Linked DNA regions of Oryctolagus cuniculus: region 2 is linked to region 1. A link is a contact called in public Hi-C data. All regions are on one chromosome and are shown on one strand. Each heading gives the region's core, a stretch centred on a gene start, on an enhancer-like site or on the middle of the called end of the contact. The rest is flanking DNA. Distances are from core to core; before and after follow the strand shown.

Evidence for each region. A called contact is a pair of places that touch in the nucleus more often than the background predicts.
Region 2: a contact with region 1 is called in a Hi-C map of an unstated tissue, with 2.6 times the contacts expected there. The contact joins the enhancer-like site here to the promoter of TGFBR2 in region 1. A contact is called at or near these places in 2 of 6 Hi-C or Micro-C datasets (psoas muscle and an unstated tissue).

The regions. Positions count from the first base shown.
Region 1 is chr4:167,221,763-167,226,660 of mOryCun1.1, reverse strand. TGFBR2 (transforming growth factor beta receptor 2) reads right to left here and starts at 2,823. Exons shown (of 7, transcript NM_001177748.1): 1 at 2,730-2,823. The coding sequence starts at 2,823.
Region 2 is chr4:167,273,322-167,278,219 of mOryCun1.1, reverse strand. The region is part of intron 3 of TGFBR2 (transforming growth factor beta receptor 2); the gene reads right to left. Among named protein-coding and RNA genes, the nearest start is that of TGFBR2, 52 kb to the right of the region's middle. Within about 2 kb of position 2,564, at least 4 of the 8 cell types and tissues checked have an H3K27ac peak or open chromatin away from gene starts, as enhancers often do.

The DNA.
Region 1 (4,898 bases), core at 1,574-4,073:
CACTGCATTAAACTATGAATACTTCTCTCAGCCTGCAACACACAGCCCTGGTTAACTCAGTGAGGGCCAAGATAGGTTCTGTCCTGTTGGTTTGGGATGGTGCTGGCAGGTCCGCCCAATCTGTGTGGCAGAGTGATACTCAACAAATACACATCGTTGGGAAGGAAGAAAAAGCATCCACGAGGCCGCATGACTGATGGGAAAAAAATCATGACAGCTAAATTCGCAGAAATTCAAAAACACCGAAGGGACAGCGAAGCAAAATGCAAACCATGTAGCAGGTCATGGTGACTACAGGGACGCTGAGCCCAGCGGAAGGCGAGGAATCCAAAATGGGGCTCGTATTTTGTATAAACCGTAACGCGGTGAAAATCAGATGTCATTAGAGGAAGTGGTGCAGAGGTTCAAGTGTGCCTTATGGGGAAAAGAGCAAGTAGACCAAACATCAGATTCTGGGCCTGATGATTCTAGTCTCTGGCCCTGACAAATTCAGCACGCCATTCAAGTGGCTCTAGGAATATGCACCCCAGCGACGCTTTTACCATAACCAAGTCCACACCACGAATCTCTGAAAAGTTAAAGTCCTGTTCTTCAGATCTATGAGTCGTCAGACACTCAAAGCTTTCCCCCAAAGAGTGATTTCTTCATTTTGAGCATTTAGGAAGAGTGGTGAATCTACTAAGTCAAACAATATTTCCTACAAAGTTTTCAGCGAAATTTGTTCTTATACTGAAATTCTGTGCCCACATCTATGAAACAAAGGTAGGTTTTTGAAGTGACCTAATAGGTGGCTGTAAACCAACTCTTATATTTTGTCTTACATTAAGATATTTTGTAAATGTTCTCACGGTTTTTTGATTACGTTAGAACAGTCTTGAAACTATTCAGTGGAAAATTAAAATACAAGTGGAATTAAGTTGCTCATCTTCACTCTAGAGCTGTCTGCAGACCTCAACCATCTTTGAAAAATTTAATTTGACCAAATGAATAAAATTCAGAATGATTCCTTCATGCAACCATTTTGAAAGTTCAATTCTATCACCATATGGTATCTCTAGGCTCTGCACAACTGTTCAAAAAACCAAATAAAAAGCCAGCAGGCGTTTAAACTAATTGTTTAAAAGTGTGTGTATAGATGAAATGAAACTGACTCACGGAACTATTGAGTCTGGAATTTGCAAATCATAAATCTTATCCTCGTAAACAAAAGTTAACTAACAAAATCAGGGCCTGCTAATCTTTGTCATCTGAACCAACGTTTCAACGAGGATTTTTTTTTTAATGCAGACAGAAAATTAGCGGTGTTTTAGAAGTTATTAGCAAAATATAACTCAGTTTTTAAGAGTTTGCAGTCAAACCAGAGACGGTGGAACATTCTGTTTTTTCAGTGTAAGAAAGCAGCCAAGAGCAAAGCTTTGTGATTGCATAAACCATAGAATTCATATCTGTGTCAGAAGGTTTTTTTTTTTTTTTTTTGCATGCCACAGGGCTCCTTCTGAGTCCATTAAAAACTCAGATCTCCATGCCACCCTCAGTACGAGCCACACACTCCAAAGCTCCCGGTCTTCCTCCATACTTTGAAATGCACCCTTTAGAGCGTCTTGCCTTTTAGTCTAGACAATTCTACAGGTACGCATGCCTGTGTCACGGGGCAAGTAAAACCCCCTGCCTCTGGGCGAGCTGGTCTTTCATGCACCTTTCCACCAAAATTGATGCGCAGTATCTGCCAGTCACCCAAGGGTGCCGGGGGGGTGGGGGGGCGAGGGTGCAGGCGCTGCTCAGACGTCACAGATGGAGGGGATGTGAGACGATCCAGCTCCCACCACGTCATTTTACAGATGAGAAAACTGAGGCCTGGGAAAGGGACAGGGCTCGCCCAAACCCGAAGCTCCCCGGAGCAGGGCCGCCAGCTGCAGAAGGCTAAGTGCCTCCTAGCTGCAAACATTCCAGCTTCTGACGTCTGGGGGCTTCTGCACTTTCCATAACAAGTCGTTAAGAACCAAATTCCTGCAATTTTTTACCCCCCCCCCCCCTTTAAAAAGCTCCAGAGACAGCGATCAGGTGGGCGGCCCATTTAGGACCCTAGCCACCCCTTGCTCGGCCGGCCCCGAGTGACAACTGCAAAGAAAGGAGTCAGCTCCCTGGAGGCAGGCACGTCTCGCTCCAGGCACCCACGCCTGCACCGGGCAACCCAGCAGGCCTCGTCTACCTGTCCATCTCCAGCGCCCGAAAACTTTCCTTTGCAAATCGCCGCTTCTCCGGCATGCATGCAGGAAACCCGGGGCCAAGAACCGGCCTGGGGCGCGTAGGGGGCGATGGGTGGGAGACGGGCCGTGGGGCCACTTTCAGGCGCTCCAGCCGGGGTTAACCGGCCTCTGGGGGCTGGGGAGGGCTCGGGCAGCCTCGAGGGGCCCGCAGCATCGCCCAGGGCCCAGGTGCGCGGCCTCTGCCCGGCCGCCTCTGGATCACCAACTTCGCAAACTTCCCTTTCCGGGACTGGGGGCTCAGCGGGGCCGCGGCCGGCACAGCGCCTCCCCGGCTCGCACAAAGGGGCCCCCCCCGCGGGCCCCGCGCCCCCTTGCGAACCAACTTTCCCCTCGCTGGGGCTGCGTGGGTGCCGCGCGGGCCACTTTCCCCGTTTCCGCCCCAGCGCGCAGTGCCCGCGGCCGACTGTCAAGCGCAGCGCAGGGGCCCCCGGCGCCCTCGGCGCGGCGCTGGCCGCTACTCACCCGACTTCTGAACGTGCGGCGGGATCGTGCTGGCGATGCGCGTCCACAGGACGAGGTGCAGCGGCCACAGGCCCCGGAGCAGCCCCCGACCCATGGCAGACCCCGCCGCTCGTCATAGACCGAGCCCAGAGCGCAGCGGACGGCGCCTCCCCGGACCACCCCCCACCCCCACCCCGCGCCCTCTCGAGACCCCCGAGCCGCGCGGGCCCCGGCAGATGTGCGGGCCAGATGTGGCGCCGGCCGGCCGGGAGGAGGGGGCCTGCAGCCGGCGGAGGCCCCCGGCGGCCGAGGGGAGCTGCGCAGGAGGCCGGCTCCCGGCCCGAGCGGGTGCGCGCGCGGGGTGTAGTCTGTCCGTGCGCGCGAGTGACTCACTCAACTTCACCCGGCGCTGCGGGGGAAACAGGAAACTCCTCGCAACAGCTGGGCAGGACCTCTCGCCGCCCAGAGCCTCCGCTCTCTCCCTGCTTCCAGTCCTCGCTCGCTCAGGGCCTGCCAATCAGGGCCCCCGGACCAGCTCCTGCGCGGACTTTGGCCGGGTGTGCGCTGCCCCTCGCAGCCCTCCCACGCCGCCCAGGAGTTCCTGGCTCCCGGGCTCTTCCCCGGAGCGAGCCAGGACACGGGCTTCACAAAGTCTGTGCATGCCAGGTGTCTACACCTTCCTCAGCCCACCACCAAGCGCCCCCAGCCCCACCCCGACCACCCCACCGCGTTATTTGGCTTGTTCCTGGGTTTTTGAGAGCCACTCTTTCTAATTGCAAGTGGAGACTCCAAGCAGTCCTGAAAGCCAGTTAGTGAATTCTGAGCGCTTTTCCCCCCTCATTAGTATTGTTCCAGGAAACTTTTGTGTTCGCTGTGAGTACCAGCGTGCCTGTGCCATCACCCTGTGCGATGTGTGTCGCAGTAGATGACATTCAGGCTTGAATGTGCTTGGTGAGCACCCGGGGGGCTTGCTAAGGTGTGGATCCCGATTCAGAAGGAAATTCTGCTTTTCCACCCCTGTACTGCCCCTCATTTTGAGCCATCTCTCTCTGCAGGTGGGTGGTGGATAATTGTGAATGATCACTCATCACAGAGCGACAATGGCGGAGAACGTTATTTTTAAGTTTGGCAGAAAATGTAAAATAAAAGTGGCTTGGGAGTCACCTGAATGGTTCCCTTTGCGCTCCAGGAACGGAGCTGACAGAAGAGAATACTTGGCCTTGGGTGTGTAGAATGCCTAAGAGTGCCAAACAGGACCGTGTCAACGTTCAGATTTCTCTGCTTGCTAGGGCACCCAGGTTTGTCCAAGGCACTGGATTTACATGTTTGGTAGTTAAATGCTCTTAGAAGCCCCCTTCTCTTTCAGTTGTGTGTTGATTGTATCATGGGTCATGGGATCAGCCCAGCCCCAGGTCTCAAAGACATAATGTGTGCAGCCATCTGGTCAACTCTGCCAGCACTTCCTACAAGGAGTTGCTTTACCTGAGGGCGAGATAGTTTGCAGAAGCAGGTGCCAGTTTCGCCAGGAGAAAGGCAAATGCACCCCCACTCCCCCCCACCCCAACACACACCTAGCTCCAAACTCGACCCTGTCAGTCTGCTTGGGGCTGGAACCTGAAGCTTTGATTCTTCCAGCAGCAACGCTGTCTCTGCCTGTGCCCTAGGAACACATCAGGTCCCAAAGTCTCCTGTTCAGGACAGAGGGAGTGCAGCACCATCAGGAGGGCTGAGCATCTTTTTGGCCATCAGAAATCTTGCCAAAGCTGGAGCCACCGCAGCACTGGAGAACGACTGAGGGAGAAATCTTCTCCCCACGGCCTCCTCAGCCACCCAGAATGAGCCACTGCCACCCCCTGGGCAGGAGTCTTCCACCTGCTCTTCCTGCATCAGGGGTCCTTTCATTGAGTTTCTCAAACCTGAAACAGAGTCAGTTTTCTCAATCTGCAAACCCATCTATAACAGCCCTCTCGTTAGTATCATTGAATGGCTGCCCAGCAAACCCATCTATAACAGCCCTCTCATCAGTATCACTGAATGGCTGCCCACTGCTTATGAGACAGAGAGAAGCTAGAAACCGGATCCTCCAGCAGCACTTGAAGCCCCTACCTCTCCTCTACCCTTTCCTGTGGATTTTCCTCCTTGCAGGCAGAGTCCTCTGCATTCCATGAACACGCCTCCTTGTCCTCATGC
Region 2 (4,898 bases), core at 1,315-3,814, 52 kb before region 1:
CCTCCTGGGGGATGGCGATTCCTGCTGCTTCTGCCCCTGGGACTTCACAGGAAGTCCAACACAACCAGATCCCTGAAAGGTGTCAAGACGGACCAGGAAATAATGACCCCACTGTCACTCCACGGCCAGAGCCTGCAGCCTGCCGTGTTCTTCGGAGGAGGTTTGGTTTATTTATTTATTTTTTTCCTTTCCTCTCTGTGTTCCAGTATCCTGAGTTTGGGTTTTGTTAGGATCTCCACCTGCCCTGACTCTGTAATTCAGCTCTGGCCACGTGTCTGGATAAACGTCTTGTGCTGTCTACAGGCTCTTTGTGTGTTCAGGAAACCTGGAAGCAGCTAGCAGCTTCCTCCCTGGTAATCCGGCATCTCGTCCACCAAGCAGACTGGACACGTGCGGTCTTCACGCCACCAGAGCCCCCATCTCTCCTGGCTGAGCACCTGAACTGGAGTTTTCTGTAGCTCCCCCACGCCCCCAAGGATCTTCACCTGCTAAAACCATGCACCCCTTGCCATCCCACCTTTCAGTCACGCCGCAGGTCTCAGTAATGTGTAATTTAATCATTTCTGAAACCTCAGATGCCTAGTCCCAGCGAGGCCCTTGGACTTGTCTGGAGTAAGTGCTTGTAAACTATAAAAAACACAATATTCTAAATGAAAGAATCCCGCGACTGCTTGGGATGGGGTGACACAGGTGTTTAGTTGTTTGTTTTTCTCCTCTAGCCTCAGACAGCTGCGTTTCGCCTACTTCCTGTGGTGTTTGCCATTCTCTAATTGTTACTGTCCCTGTCCAGGTTCTATGCGGAACACGATGGAGAATATAAAAAGGTTTGGCAGAACACACTGTTTTGAGTCTAGTGGCTCCCAGTGCTGGCTGCATGGTGGAATATCCTGGAGAATAAGAAAAAAAAAATCCTGATACCAGGCCCCAGACCAATGAAGTCCGAAACTGCAGGAATAAGACCCAGTTAATGAGTGGGTTTTAAAGCTCTTCAGGTGTTTCCAATGTGCAGCCGAGGCTGAGAACATCAGACAGCAGCCTGGCGGGAGAAGCACGGATTTCGAATAGGCTGGAGCCTGGAGATGCAAGGAATTTTAATGATTAAATTTTGGATCAATTGTTCTTGACCCTGGAACCCAGGAAATCCCCCAACAAGGCAAGAAGAACGTGAATGAAAGCATTTCAAAATTTTCCGGGAAACCTGAATTTTTAAAAGTTTATTTTGGTGCAAAACATTTTTAAAATCCATGCGATGAGGGATCTTCAAAAAGTTCATAAAAATGCAGATAATGGAACAACTATGCATAGATTTCTAAATATTTTGCTGCAGAGTAGATCTATTTTTAATTACATTTTCTCAGGGACTTTTTGAAGTACTTTGTGTACGTGTGTGTAGTTATTAAGTAGAAAAGCAAACAAGAATTCTTTCTTTAAAGTTAGCACTATTTTTTTAGATATGCATAATTACTGCTGCTAAAATTGAGATTCCACATAATTAGCAACGTGGAGAAGTGATTTAGGATCAGAGGAGACTTGCCAGAGGTCAAGCAACCAGATGTCCAAACGGAACTATCGCGGCCTCTGGACTCCGTCATGGGTGGGGATAAAGTCAGCTTCCCAGTGCTCAGCTGGCTCCCGGTGTGCTTTCCCCTGAGGGGACAATGGGACCCGCGCAGAGCACAGCTCGGTCGACCCCATCTGTCCAGACTCATGGGCGGACACAGAGAGACATGAGACTGCAGCAGCATCACCAAGCCTAAGTCAGCCTGAGGGACGCACTGCTCCTGGGCCTGGCACCCAGTGGACGGATCTGGAGACAGTCTGTGTCCACAGTGTGGACATGTGCCATGACTCAGAGTGGGGCTCAAAGTTCTCTACCAGGGACCACAACTGGCCTCAGCACATCCTTGTTTACTTTGCTGCTTATGGCAAAAAAAAGAGAAAAATCTACAAAAGCCAAGTGGCTCTATCTTCCGCCTTTTCACACACATTCTACGCTTCACTGGGCTGAGTCACAGTGCTCTCTGGCACGCACGGTCTTTGTTCCCTTGGCCACACGTGGGCACGTGGCCAGATTCAGAGCGTGCTAACCCAAGCCTCCCTCAGCTGCGAAGGAGGCCTCACCTCAAATAATGATTTCCCCGCGACCAGACTTGGGCCTTAAATCCACAATTCTCTTCCTCGACTTTTCTCAACCATAGTTCCATTTCTTTCTTTCTTTCTTTATTTTTGCCTTCTGCATTTAGATCGGGAAGTAAATCTGGTTTGTTTCTTTCGAAACGAAAAGGCACAGCTGGCCAGCAGCTATTCTGAGAAGGAAGTGTACGGTTCAACGGCAGCAGGACCAGACGCCTCCAGAGCTGCCGGAGCACCATTTATTCGTCTCATGTCTTTCAGGCAAGAACGAAGAGTTCCCCCCTAAGAAGCCAGCTCCCTGATACTGGAGCTGCACAAACACTAGATGAGGTTTGGGAGAGCGGGGACTGCATGCCAAAGTCTTCCCTTACTCTCCGTCAGCAATGCCGGTCAATAAAGCACTCGGGCCTGTGACCAGCACACAGAATGGGCTCGCTGGATGGCCTGAGGCCACGTCATTAAGGTCACAATGGGCCCAGAGGGAACCAGCTGGCTGAGATGTTCTGCTAGCGAGTTAAACATAGACAGGAAACCGCGTGTCTGATACTGTAAAAAAATCATTTGTCTTCCTGCCAGGGTTGGTCGAGCTTGCAAACCAAAGAGGCTGTTTTCATTTTAAAGAAATTCTACAACAACGAGAGAGCAGGGAATGAGACTGTCGCTAGAGAAGTCTTCCTCTCCCCACTTCTTTCAACATCTCAGGTTAGAGAGCTGCACCCCCACACTAACTTGTAAAGCCACAGAGCTCACAGCTCAGCGACACACACCACCCGGGCACCGTGTATTTCTCCATTCCTACTGAACCGCGTAGGTTGAACTTGGAGTCAGAAGTGGCTTCTAAGCTAGCTACATGCAACTAATGCATTTATTATTTAGAGTCCTGTCCTATTCCATATAAAGAAAAAAAAAGGACCAAAACCACTACAGATCTTGACAAACAGACACAGTGGAAAAGTCAAAACAGGAGCTGGAATTATGACAAATGAAGTATCAAGGTGAGGAGACAGGTAAGCAAGGGAGGTAGTTGTGTACAACATGCGTGTGTGAAGCAAGACTGGGTTTGACTCAGCTTTAGTGATAGTGTTGAACTGGGAAATCCGTAAACATTCTCATTTCCTTGTCTCCATCAGGGCTGGCCTGGCACCTGCTCCGTGAATGAAACTGCATCAACACGGCCACATCCCTCCACTCACATCCTCTGTGTGGCTGCTTCAAGAGCAGAGCAGAGCTGGCTGCACCACGGACTCCACACCCTACAGAGCTGAACACATGAGTGCTCAAGGCCTTCATCAAAGCAGCTTGCTGACCTCTGTTCCAGATGCCTCCAAGTGTCCGCAAGACCAGAAGCAAACGGGTCCTCAGGGGGAGAGCGATCTTTCCAAGATGGATTGCTGGAAGGACTTCTCCCGGCTTCCTCATGCAGGGAGCAGCTCCCCAGCAGCCTTCTATTCAGTGAACACATCCCTTTGATTCACAGGGCTGCACCACACCTAAGTACGCACAGGCCCAGGAGCGGGGGAGCACATGGTGTTGGTACCGGGCTAACCTCAAAGGGGAGACATCCAAGTCTGCTGGGACAAGAGTGCCATTTTGAACACGTGCTCGGTGCTGGGCACCAAGTTACATAAACAAATCCTCTTCAAAACCCTATTTAGGGTCGTTATTGTTTCGATGCCCATTTTTCAATAGGGAAAATGAAGTGAAGTCATTCACCCAAGGACAGGCAGAGTGGGGACGCCAGGTCCTCTCGCACGGAAGATCACGCTCTTACTCTCTCCTATGTTGTCTACTGGAAGACGAGTATCCCACGGGCCGTCACTTGCAAGCATCGATTCTCAGAGACAGGGGGACAGGGTTAGCCTCAGGTTGTGCTTTTTGCCAAGGACTTGCTCAAGGGTGAGCCTGGGCTGCTGTTCAGTGAACAGTTCAGACAGCCTCTTGTGTGCAAAGCCTCCTGTGTGTGTGAGGCTGATATGGGAACACGGGAGGGAGGGCATTCCTGGAAGAAGGGAAGAGACTCTGATTTCTGTATGGTTCTCCTGTGGGCAGAATGTGGGGAGCCAACTGTGAGCTCTTGGGAAATCCCCAGTAGTCCTGGGAGACCCATTTCTTTGTCAAGCCTTGGGATGAGTTCATTCCATGGGTTTCATTTCAGCATAGAAAAGTTATGACTCAAGGAAACAAAATGACACACCTGCAAGTGGCTGGCACAGGTGAGCACACCCACAGAGGGCTTCAATCCAGGGCAGCAATGGTCACTACTATGATCCGTGAGTTTCCACGGCGGGGTCCCTGGGCTTGAGGCCACCTTGCTGCACTTCAGCTAAGGCGGGCGTGGGCCTCCAGCCTTGCAAGCAAACTGTTGAACATCTAAGACTTGAGTCCAGTGCTAACTCCCTTTCCTACAAGGCCACAGCATTGCCTGCCATTTTCTAGAATAATCAGTTTAGTTCCAAGGAGGAAAAGTATGATAGCCAGGGAGCCAATCACTGGGGTGCTGGAAGGGGCTGAGAGGTATGCCCTCCTTGGGTCCTCTCTGGCCTTCCATGGATCCAGCTCCTGCAGACGATCATAACAAACAGCCGAGAAACAAACTGTGTCAGCCCCACGCTTCTTAAGGCCAATGGCATGATGTCTCCAGAGCTGTCTGTATCCAGTTCAGATCAGGATCTTTAAAACACATCTTGGAAACCTTCCTGAATGTCTTTTGGCTTTAGAGAATATTAGGGGACAAGCCCACAGATAAGCTAACATGAGCATTATGG